Regions from separate parts of the Rattus norvegicus genome. Here region 1 is linked to region 2. The links are chromatin contacts, called in public Hi-C maps. All regions are on one chromosome and are shown on one strand. Each heading gives the region's core, a stretch centred on a gene start, on an enhancer-like site or on the middle of the called end of the contact. The rest is flanking DNA. Distances are from core to core; before and after follow the strand shown. Region 1 overlaps Cpe (carboxypeptidase E). Region 2 holds the start of Cpe (carboxypeptidase E).

Region 1 (6,367 bases), core at 2,414-4,913, 39 kb before region 2:
GATCAGAGACCCCAACGTGCTGGATTTCTGAAGAATAAAACACTCTTTGTGTTTATTTGAGTTCAGGGTATCATTCTTTGGTGAATCATGGACCCTTCCAGTGTCTAGAGAGATGGCTTCCTCATATCCTTTGGCATCTTCTCTACTCCACCATATTATAAATGCCTTCATGTTCAAACCAAAATTGTGTTGGCTTTCATACATCACTGCCAGAAATTCTCAGTTCCTTTAGGACTTAATTTCAATTACCACAGCTGTAAGGTATGTAGAAAAAGACAGAGCTGTCCCTTTCATACATCACGAAATGTCGAGGGAAGAGCATGCGATTGTGTGGAAAGCACAGACTTCTCATAAACCCTCCCCTGATGTTGACTGAGGGTCCCTACTTGGTAGAGATCGTAGTAACTGCTTCAAAGAGAGTTGTGTCACTAAAATGAGTACACAGAGCATCTGCCCTGCAGCCCAAATGTGTGGGCGTGTGAGTGCGTGTGTATGTGAGTGTGTGTATGTATGTGTGTTCATGTGTCTGTGTGTTTTTGTGTGGGCATGTGCCTGTGAGTGCGTGCATGCACGTGAATGTGTTTGTGAGTGCATGTGCATGAGTGAGTGAGTGTGTATTGTGCGTGTGTGCGTGCATGTGTGTGTGTATCCCTGTGTATGTGTATCCCGGTGTATATGTCTTTGTATGTATGTATACAACAACAATTAATGGAAAAAAAAAAAGAGGCCATACTTTGAAAGAAAGCAAGGCAGGGTGTGGAATGATACGAATGTCACTCTTTTAATTTCCTCTGAACTGTGCTGGCGTTCATCAGCCTTAGCATCTTCAGACAACCCAAATATTTAGCTTTAATCATCTTCCGATGGTTCCATTTCTTTTCTTCTGAAATACAACAGTATCAAACAATATCACCCTATTTCTCTCTCTTCATAGACTTGGAAAGTATGTATCATTTTTAGATTTATTTTTTTTTGTGGAAAAGGTTCACTTAAAGGAAAGTTATTAAATATAAAAGGTACTTCCATATGTATGCAAATACATGTATGTATGAACATGTACATATAATTTTTGAGATAATGTCTCAAGTATCCCCAGTTAGCCTTGAACTTGTCACCTCTCCCAGTTTTAAGGAATGCTAGGGATGCAACCCAGAGTTTTGTGTGCGCCAGGTGAACACCCCACCAACGGAGCTACATCCACAGCCCCCAGGTATATATTTTTTCCAAACACAATATGGAAACAAAAAGTGTGTATTTCAATACCTAAGACTCTCCACATCGACCATTAGCTTCAGAACATCCTTGTTCTCTTCCTATGGGAATGTACACTAGAAATTATGTAGTTTGCATATTAATTATCCAAGTTAAATGTGTGCACTTCAAAGTGCCCCTGAAATAGACTCAAGGGTGTCAGAATAAACTTCACTCTGGGACTCACACAAGGAAGCCCTTATTTTGAAAAAGTCAACCTCCACCCCCCCCCCAAAAAAAAACCCACTTTTATGTTGTTTTGCTGCACAGCTTGTTTTGTACTACCCCAAGAAATTTTGTGCAAAATTCCCAGGGTGACATTTTCCTTGGAGAACAAGACGCCCTTGTAGCAAATATGACTAAGACTATTTCTTCCAAAAATTGAGTCAACACATGCCATCAATTTAGCCACAGATGGTGACTTATTACTTACAAGCAGTAATCCTTGTAGGATAAAAACTGCCCCTAGAATGTGTGATTTCTGCAACTATGAGAAAGCAATTTTAAAGACAACGACTCTGGTTAGAGATTTAACTGGGGGGCTGAATTGCTTAGCGAGCTCAAAGTCCTGGGTCTTGGTCCTCAACACCAAACAGCGCTCATGGGGGATGAGCAGTGCAGAGGGGTATCCGACCCATTTTAAAGAGCTGCCCGATGACAATTATAATACTTTGTAATAGTATTATCTCTTTTTTCCTGTTTACATTGTTTTCAAATAATCAAAACACTTTTTTCTAGATACATGAAAATTATCAACAGGCAAGCTCCTAAACCAGCCATGACTGGCCAAGTAAGGTAATGATTTCCCTAAGGCTCAGGTATTTCTTACCTGTCTAATAGGTTAAAGCAAGCCCAGAATCACAGACAAGGGAAAAACAAAGGCTCAAGATGACTCTGTCGTGACTGGTTACGGTTTTTACATTTTGCGTTGTCTATTTAAGCTTCATAGTTTTAAAACTGTAGCGGTTTTTCCTCATGCTTTTCATGGGACTACTTTGTAGAACTTGGATTGGCAACAGTACTGAAGCTGAAAGATGCAGGAAAATGCTGCACTAACATTCTCCAGAGGACACCTTTCTGAGTCTTTGTGTAGTTCATCTGTCAATCAGCACAATATGCAGAGCATCCAGACTCTCTGGAAAGGGCCAGCGTCCAAACAAAGTGCTGAGAGGAACGCCCGACATCCTGGGGCCAAACATGAGGGCCACCACTAACCTCAGCACCCGGGAGGCAGAGGCAGGAAGATCTGGTCCACACTGACTTTTGGCTGAGCATTTGAGAGATCTCCGAATATGCAGAACCTTTTCTGCAAAAGCTTACCGCTGCCATCTTCAAGATTCTCATGAAGAGGCCTACATGCTAGCACTCCAGAGGAAGAGGCAAGCAGATCTCTGTGAGATAACAGCCTGCTGGGTCTACACGGTGGGTTCCAGGCCAGCCAGGGCTACAGACTAAGACCCTATCTCAAAAAAGAAAAAGACAATATGAAAGAAAAAATAGTTAGACATTTTAATGTTATAAATTTCTTTATAATTTGTTTAGTTGGGAAGAGGGCCTATAAGAGACCCAGGACATGTGGAAACCAGAGGAGAGCTTTCAGGAGTCAGATTTTGCCATCTACTCTGTAGGTGGCGACCACACGTACACCAATATGAGGTGCTTGCCTTTAATCCCAGCACTCTCGAGACAGAGGTAGACAGATTTCTAGGAGTGTGAGATCAATATGACCCAGGCTAGCCAGGGCTCCATAGTGAGACCCTGTCTCCAAACAAAGTCAAAGAAAAAAATTAAAATACCCTTATAAACAGTGGTAATGACATCTTGAAAGAACAATACTCAAAAACAATGTCACAGCTTCAGTTGTTTTTTTTCAGTTTGAATATAAAAATGAATGAACCTGACCGCTTTTATAATATAAAAGAGATGGAAAAGTTCCTCTTTAGAGGTGAGTCATGATTAAAATATATGTGGTAAACAATCAGAACAAAAAAAATGACCTGAATAAATAAATTGCAAAACTCCTCGTATCAAATAACAAAGTGGAGGGGCCAACCTCCAGCTGAGGTTGAAGAGGAAAATCAAAGTCCCCGGAGGAAAGTGTCTTCCTCCACACAAGGAACCTCTTAGTCCTGATGCTCTTGGAATCACTAAAATCGACTTCAAACGTTCTTTCCCCTTTCACTTAAACCGTTCTCAGATCTTTTCTTATGCTAATGTGTACTTTGAATCCTCAAGTAGGGTATTTAGTACAATTTCCCAAGCTAACTCGCCCCACTTTTTTAGTATTCAGTGGAGAATGGCTTGTGAGGGGGCTGAGCTAGATAAACCTGTTACAGAACTACAGAAGAAAACAAAAGTAGTGAACTAGGTTAGAAACAAGAATGTGGAAATAATAAATTGGGGGAAATAGCATGTAGGGCGCAGAAGTCCGGATGGTTTTAGGGATGAGACTATGGTCCTAGGAAGCGGCTCGCCCAGTTACAGAGTGGGCCCCACTTCAGACAGAATATTAAGTGGGAAGAGAAAGCAGATCAAAGATAAGGACATGAAGTTCAGCAGTGGAGTCTCCAAGTCCTTGCCTGGGAAGCCAGGCAAGGGAGCCTTCTTCCCAGACCCTCAAAGTGCCTTGTTGAATCCATAAAACAAACCAAGGATAGACAAGTTAACAACAGAAACAGCTGCAGGGTAACCTGCAAATGCGTGGGAATGGCAGAAAGTGTGGAGCCCAGAGAAGTGCCAGATGGCTGGCATTTAGACAGCATCTGAGCTACAGCCCGTGGGGGCTCTGTTCTTGCTGCTCCGTGGTGGTGGAGGGAGGCCTGTTGTAGGTGTGGGTACCAAGGCACCCACACCTACAAGCACAGGGTGACAGAAGGCCACTGCATTCCATCCAGAGGAACTCCTTTTGATCTTCTGCATGTTAAAAATATGTCAGGTATGCTGAGGCCTGCAACCTCAGTCCTTGGGCAACCCAGGCAGGAAGTGTGAGGCAGGACGTGTGAGGCAAGTTTGAACTACATATTGACCTCAAATTCAATCTAAGTTACATAGCAAGGCCCTGTCTCAAAAGCAATTGTGTGCTGGAGAGGTGTAAAAGAATTCATCCACGGTAGCAATCAAATTATTATTTGCATAGGTGTGACCGAGCTGCATTGCCACACTAGCAAGCCTGATATAATTTTTAAAAAGAAGAAAAATGGAAAATATCTTCACTTTTCCAAATTCATACTTTAGTATATTTTCACTCAAAATAATTGAGAAAGAAATCTGCCTCATGATTAAAGGGGCAAGCAACTATGACTAGCATTTCCTACATTCTATTCTAGCATACCTTTCTGAGGATGAATGGGATAAGGTAGAAAAAACAACCATGAATGTGTAAAACATTTATTCCGATGGTGAGAGACCTACTATTTCTACCTTAGATGTCAAGGAGGATGCTGTACTGCATGAAGATGTTTAAGGAGCACATTTTATGCAAATCCGATCGCTTTTATGTACAGCACACCATACAATCTTGGTCACAATCTCTAAGAAAAAACTTCCAATGCTAATGGACTGATCCAGACCACGTTTCTTTCTTCAGGCACTGAGGAAGAACCACACTGGTACTTAATATTCCGCTGCCTTGTTGCCGTCCTTCCTTGCCTGACTAGCAGAGAGGTTTAATTTCTCTGCAAAGCTTCAAATTACAAGTAGGTGATTTCCTAGTGTGTGATTTTTATCACGGCCACAGCTCTCTGAGCACTTCCTGTTACCATCTGTCTCTTTGAGGGCCAGCACTTTTCCTGGCTTATTTCTCATCAGTCTGCTGTCTGGCATTTTCTCTGGCCTTCTGGGATTTTGGATAGCTGCTCCAGTCTGATTTGCTCTAAGCTCTTCCCACTCTTGTGTGTCTTAATTCTTCCAACCAGTCTGGAATTCATTCATACAACGCTTGCAACATCTTTACCTGACGTTCTCTCTCTCTCTCTCTCTCTCTCTCTCTCTCTCTCTCTCTCTCTCTCTCTCTCTCTCTCTCTCTCCCCCTCTACCCTACTATCTCTCTCTCCCCCAAGTCTCTCACTGAATTTGGAGCTCACTCCAGAGAACCTCCTACCTCTGTCTCCCCAGCAGTAGACTTCTTTGGCTGTTATAGGGGTTCAAACCCAGGTCCTCACAGCACAGCAAGTACTTCATCTATGGAGCCTCCTCCCCAACCTACGTTTTTAAAACATCACCTTCACCCTATTCCTCACTAATTGTGGGAAAGGCTTAGAGAACAAACTCCCAGACCCCTTAGAACTCATGTCCAATGCTCCATAGATCAGCACTCCGGAGTTTGATCCTTGATGTCTTTCATAATTAGCACTTCATGAAATACTCATCGCATAAGAAAACAACTAAAGCTGTCAAGTTCTGTTAGTACTGAACAGTAAATGATTCACAGTCCTCAACTCTCTCACTTGCTGTAAATTATCTCATAGGTGTTCACCACATCCTAAGTATGGCTCCAGCAACTGGTAATTCAGTGATTTAGTAGAAAACAAAAAACAAAAAACCAAGGGCAGGAGAGATGGCTCAGCAGTTTAGGGTGCTTGTTGCTCTTGTCGAGGACTGGAGTTTAGGTCCCTGAACCCATACAGTGTGGTCATATTCACCTGTTACTCCAGCTCCAAGAGATCTTGACATCTGCTTCTCACCTCCAGGGGTAACACACATGAATGTGGTACACACACATATAGGCAGGCAAAACTCTCATACACATAAAATACATAAATCTAAAAAAATTTTAAATAGAGAGGAGATATTAAATTTCTAATAAAGAAGGAACTGAAGTCCTATACGTTCATGTGTGTATGACAACATATGTGAGTCTGTGTTTGACCTGTATGCACATACATACATACAGGCCAGAGGTTGACATCATATATCTTCTGAAGTTGCTCCCTCTCACTTCTTTGGAGCCTGCTAATTCAGATAGACTGGCTGGCTGGCAGCTCCAGGATCCAACTGTCTGTATCCCTGGTCCTAATGCACACCACTATGCCCAGCTTCTGCATGGAAACTAGAGATCAGAACTTGCATGGAAAACACTTTACCGATGGACCCATCTCCCCAGCCAAAGCAAGGCACT
Region 2 (6,249 bases), core at 2,903-5,402:
ATCATCACAGAATATATATAGATAACCCTTACTGATAAATTCAAAATGGAATTTCCTGTGTGTGTGTATGTGTGCATGTGTCAGTGAGAGTGTGTATATGTGTGGTGTGTATGTAAGTGTGTGAGTATGTGTGCGAGTGAGTGTGTGTGTGTGTGTGCGTGAGTTTGTGTGAGTGTGTGTATGTGGGGTGTGTGTGTGTGCGAGTGAGTGTGTGTGTGGTGTGTGTGTGTGTGTGCGTGAGTTTGTGTGAGTGAGTGTGTGTATGTGGAGTGTGTGTGTGTGTGTATGTGGTGTGTGTGTGTGTGTGTGTGTGCTTCCTTACTTGCTAACATGTAAATGAGAGGGTACAACATTGGGTACCTTCCTCAATCATTCTCGAACTCAACTCTGTAACAGGGTGTCTTGCTGATCCTGGGGCTTGTCAGATCAGGTGGATTGGCTGGCCAGCCGGCCCCAAGTGTCCCCTCGGTGCATTGCTAGCACTGAGTTTACACATGTGTTCTGCTCAGCATCATCCGTGAGTTCTGAGGGATCCTCTCCAGATCTTCACGCTTGGGTGACAAGCACTTTACTGATGGAACCATCTCCCCAGAGCCGTCTCCCAACCTCCTTTCCCTTTTAATGAATTCCAACAGTGGAAACACAAGAAATTATTTGGGAGGGTTCAAGTTCAGCCCACAGACTGTACCAAACAAATACAAAGGCTGCTTCCTTCTGGCCAGAAAGAAAGCTGTCTGTTTTTGAAGAAGTATCTGTCCAGAATGTGCCAATTTAACCAAATGAAGCTTTCAGTTGTTGTCACCATTTTTTTTAATCTTTATTAACTTGAGTATTTCTTATTTACATTTCTTTTTTTTTTTTTCTGGAGCTGGGGATCGAACCCAGGGCCTTGTGTTTGCTAGGCAAGTGCTCTACCACTGAGCTAAATCCCCAACCCCTCTTATTTACATTTCGATTGTTATTCCCTTTCCCAGTTTCCAGGCCAACATCCCCCTAACCCCTCCCTCTCCCCTTCTAATGGGTGTTCCCCTCCCCATCCTCCCCCCATTACTGCCCGCTCAGTTGTCGCCATTCTTGTTGGGGGATATGTTAAGGTTCTCTTACATCCATTGACTAAATCCTTAGAAATAACCATAATTCTTTTTGTCCTGAAGTTCAGCACAAGGCCCTAAGTGGGTGCTCCCCAACTCAACCACTGCCCAATCCAAGGCATTTGGGTGGACGTTCATAAAAAGTTACCTAGGGTAAGAAAACAAACCTGACTCTTCTTTCGTGCCGGAAAACAAAATGGATATAAAAAATTTCCGTGGAAATTTTCAATCAAGTCATTGAATTCGAAGCAGAATCCAGAGACCGTGAGTGAAGGTACTTGTCGACCTGACAGCCTGGCTTTTATTTCAAGGACCGATAGGGTGGAGGAGAGAGTCAACTTCTGGAAGTTGACCTCTGACTTCCATGCACCATGACGTGCATACACTCAAGCATGTACACATACAGATAAATAAATAATAAAGGTTTCACAAACAAATCCCAAAGATATTTCAGCAATGAAATTGGTTAAGGTAAGTAGTCTCCTTCAAAGGGGTCTGAGGGACATTAGAGATGGTGATTCTCAGAATTTGTGCCTTTCCTGCCCTTTGTGAGGCACTCTCCGACCCCTGGACCTGAGAGTTCCTAGGATGCTTTTCCAAGTGTTGGCACAGACACCGATTGTCCCGTAACCTTTGTGTCAGATTTGCCATTCACCATCTCCCCGGGGGCAGGAACAACCTGTGTAGACGTCTAGAACCTTGCTCATCCTGAAGGTATAGGATTTTAAAATGACAAAGACAATAACATTGAATGCACCCATTTCTACCACAGAAGAGGTACAGATAGGCTTTTTAATCTGTTTATCCTAAAAGGAATTTGAAAGACTTTTTAAAAAGTGATCACTTTTCAGCCAGATTTGCAGGTCTGTGCTCCAGCTACTCCACCAAAATTTTGTTTTCATTTTCAGAACATATCATATTCTTGAAATACTGTCAATTTATCTATACATTTGAAACAAGAGGACATAATGTTAAACCATGGCTTTCATATCATCTCTTTAAATAATTCAAAAAGCCCACCAGAAGCCTCTAATAACAAGCAGAACAAAGGGCTGAGATTGAGAGGCAGAGTCACAGAAGCTTAACTGTCAGGAGTGGCCGGCTTGTTGTGTGACTTGGCTAAAAATGAGTCTCCCTGTAGACCTCCCTTCCTTATTCCCCATAGCTGCACAAACACTAGCCATCAGGGTTCTGCTTCACATGAGGAGGCTGGAACTCTTCGTGAATGTTTTCTCGAACCTGGTTCTAACGTTTCCACCCTAGTACTGAGCCCTTAGCAAATTCATTCGCACCCTCTCATTTACCTTAGCCATAGGCAAGAAAGGTTTTCGGAGGACTTCTCAATCCATACACTCCATGGTTTAAGATCAAAGTCTCTCTATCAGCACCTATGTTGTCCCTTCCCCTGTTGGTTCTTATGCTGGGAAAACTGTGCAGGCAGACGAATGACCACATGGCTCAGTGACAGGGGCTACTCAGTCTTCATGGATTGCATCCCACCACAGCAAATATAAAAAATAATAATAAATAAATAAATAAAAATAAAAAGGAGATAGGAAAAATTCGGGAATGGTGGGAAACATCCACAATCCCAGCTTTAGGATTCAGAAGCTGAATGATCAGGAGTTCGAGGCCAGCCAGGACAATATTTCAAATTCAAGGCCAATCTAATGGACAAGAAACCCAGGGAGGAAGAAAAAGGGGGGATGAGGGGAGGGAGAGATAAAGGAAGGGAGACTTTTCATGTCCTGCATTGAGAATTTTTAGCCTGGGTTTTATGTTTTCTTCGTCGTTAAAGAAATAAAATCATTCCATACTGATTTGGGTGCTTTAGCAAGGCCTTTATTACCAACAGAAAGGCCAGGCCTAAATGCTTTCTAAACAGCATAAACATAACCCAAAGGGTCCCAAAACATTGCTTAAAATATCCTTTTAATACCAAGCCTTTAACACAAATTAAAACGTGCTTTAACGTACTCTGACAGAAAATGCCTAACCCGATGGTTGCTGGAGATAAAACGTGATCATGCACTACTCATCTTAGAGTGGTCAAAGCGGGGGGTGGGGAGTCGGGGGGGGCTGTTATTTTCCCTTAGTAAGGCGAGGCATGGTCTGTAAGCCTGTTAGAAACCTTTTCTACCCTGGTAGGAAGATCTACATGTATGCACCCCACACAACATCTAGATCATCAATATCCTTTTTGAAATTCGCCAGCATCCCCAGTCGAGAGTGCACCTAACGCTCACACAAACGCAGAGGTGGGTACGCAGAGCCTGCAGCGCCCAATAAGCTGGTCCTTTGGAAATTCTCAAATGATAGAAGACTCTCCCTGCTCCTCTGAGACCCCGCCTTCTGCACCTTATTTTTCACTGGTGTCTACCGGGAAGGTGTTTGCCTTCTGAGAACTCATAATTCTATTCTGTTTAGAGTTTGACCCATCTGTGAGGGTGAGCACCCGGGAACTCAGCTCTGGGATTTGTCTGTATTCCTGTCCCCATGCCTCCAGCCCCCCCCAGTCCCCGCCTATGTTCACAAAAAACGGGTCGAAGATGTGAACGATGGAGAGGCTGACGTTCGTTTCCTTCCCACTTCCCATCCAGGCATCCTTCACCCGGCAGCAACTCGGGGCCCACCTCTCCTCCTTCCCGTCCCCGCAGCGCACTTACCGGGCTCATGGACCCCGGGGTTGTCAGACAGCTCGATGACCAGGAGCTCCCGGCCCTCGAAGCTGCGCCCCACCGTGTAGATCCTGCTGATGGCGGTGCACTGCAGCCATACCGACACCAGCGCCTCGCGCAGCTCGGGATAGCGGTGGTACTCGAAGGAGATGCCGTCCTCCTGCTGCAGCCGCCGGCGCCGCCGCATGCCAGCCGCTGGCGCCCCGGGCTCCTGGGCTTCAGCCGCTAACAGCCACCCGCCGGCCACCAGCGCGGCACACAGCGCCAGCAGCACCCGTCCTCCGCGCCCGGCCATCGCGTCCCCGCGAGCTGTACCGCCGGTCTCTTTTGTCTGCCCGGGCCCGGGTGGAGTTGGCGAGCTCAGCACCAGCCTCCTCTCGTCTCACCTTCCACGGCTCAATGAACGGTGCGCGCTGGGGCCACCCAGAGGACAGTGGCGACGCGACGGCTCTGCGCGCTGCACTACCCGCCCCGGGGAGCAGGAGGCAGGAGGCCCGGCACAGGCGGAACAACCGCCAGGGATGCTGGCTTTATTCCTTGGCTCAGACCCACGTCAAAAGCCAAATGGCGCCAGGGACCACGCAGGTGGAATGACAGCTAAGACCTTGGCTTAGGAGGGTTATTGTGAATGAGAGGGAACCACGACCAGGATCACCCTTGTAGAAAACACATTCTTGGGTTACTAGCAGAGCCTTTTGATTTCCACCTAGAGGCATCAGAATGTGGGGTGGGGGTGAGAAGCAACCCACAGCTTGCCTTCTTTCTCGGACATTACTGCTGCAATAGTGGAAACTTAAGGGTTGTGGCTTCATCTTACAGCAAGGTCTGGCTAGAAACCAGAACACTGTATTTTGATTTGATTCTGCTTTCTACCCATTTACAGAGAGCGCTTTTAACTGTATTCAGACATACTCCGGAATCCTTCTAGGGGGAAAGAGAGAGAAATGAGGTAAGCAAGCAAGACCAATACCACTCATCTTCTGTGACACTCTGAGAAACACCAACGAGACTCTGTTCATGCGTTAGACAAAGGATTTCGTTTGGCAGTATGATTCAATCCTGTGATGGAGGAAAAACCGATGCAGATAAATGATATTGTCTTCCCTTTCACAAAGTGACTGCAAGGGTATAAAATCGTGGGCTTAAATGACCACCCTTGGGCAGGGTCTGTACTTTTGGAGCAACATCTGCAGCAGATGTTACTCTACAACAGTTGCCATTGGATGTAACACCAGTATGGATCTGAACAAATAATCCATTGAGCGTGGCCACCAAAAAAAAAAAAAAAAAAAAAAAGATCAGCACACCAGCAGGGGAAGGTTTCATGTGGGACATTTTTCCCCAGATGCCTCTTTCTCCACTATCTAATAATACCCTGTCCTGAATAAAACCTGTCACCTAGAAAGGAATCCAGGTCTATAAATAATTTCATTAGGTTTTTTTTTCTTTTATACTGAAGTTTGAAACCGTGGAAGCACCTTCTCTTTCTGACTCCTTGGTCTCAGATGCAGCTAGAGGGCAAAGGGAACCCAGTTGCTTAGAAAGTGATGTCAGGGGTTGGGGATTTAGCTCAGTGGTAGAGCGCTTGCCTAGCATGCGCAAGACCCTGGGTTCGGTCCCCAGCTCCGGGGGGGGGGGAAAAAAAGAAAGAAAGTGATGTTAGCAGGACAACAGGTTGGGTGGCCTCTGTGGTTCTCAGAAGGCCCACTGCCCTCAGAAGCCGACCTGTGGCAGTCATGGCTGCCCACACCCCACCCACCCAGGCCACTCCCACCCCTTGAGAACCAGACTGCTATAGTTAAGGCACGAAATATTGCTGGCACTGGGTGAAGGAGGCATCTAAAAATTATCTGTCACACGTTCAGGGAACAAACGTAAACCAAAAAGGGCAGCAACTGTAGGCATTCGGCTCACGTTGAGAATTTTAAAAATAAAATTAATATTACTGTTTCAGGGGTTGGAGAAACGGCGTCACAGTAAAGAGCACACAATACTCTTACAGAGCACCTGAGTTCAATTCCCAGCCCCCACAACCAGGGGATCACAGCGTCTGCGTCTCCAGCTCCAGGGATCTGATGTCTGGCCTCCATAGACACCCTCACATATGCAGTAATAAATGGGGACATAAACATATCTAAATACAAGTTTAAAGGAGCACACAGCCATGATAGCGCTCGCCTGTAGTCCCAGAACTCAAGAACCTGAAGCGGGAGGACACCGGGATTGAGGCTAACCTGAGCTAAATAGTGAGACTCTCCCTCAAGCAGGTAAATCAAAGTGTATGAACAGACAGGTTGCCAAGGCACTAGCAGGGAGGTTAGTTTCGAATCGATGGGTCTACATCTCGCACAGCAGCATAGATGCTTTTTTTAAGATAGGGTCTCATGTAGCCCAGGCTAACCTCAAACTCACTATATATCTGAGACTAGCTTTGAACTCCCGATTTCTTATCTGGAACCTTCCAAGTGCTGGCTTGTATT

What was found. A called contact is a pair of places that touch in the nucleus more often than the background predicts.
Region 1: a Hi-C map of frontal cortex shows a contact between it and region 2, with 1.9 times the contacts expected there. The contact joins the enhancer-like site here to the promoter of Cpe in region 2. A contact is called at or near these places in 2 of 12 Hi-C or Micro-C datasets (frontal cortex and hepatocytes).

What each region holds. Positions count from the first base shown.
Region 1 is chr16:29,832,802-29,839,168 of GRCr8, reverse strand. The region is part of intron 1 of Cpe (carboxypeptidase E); the gene reads right to left. Among named protein-coding and RNA genes, the nearest start is that of Cpe, 39 kb to the right of the region's middle. Within about 2 kb of position 3,663, at least 31 of the 93 cell types and tissues checked have an H3K27ac peak or open chromatin away from gene starts, as enhancers often do.
Region 2 is chr16:29,794,610-29,800,858 of GRCr8, reverse strand. It overlaps Cpe (carboxypeptidase E), which reads right to left and starts at 4,152. Exons shown (of 9, transcript NM_013128.2): 1 at 3,758-4,152. The coding sequence starts at 4,064.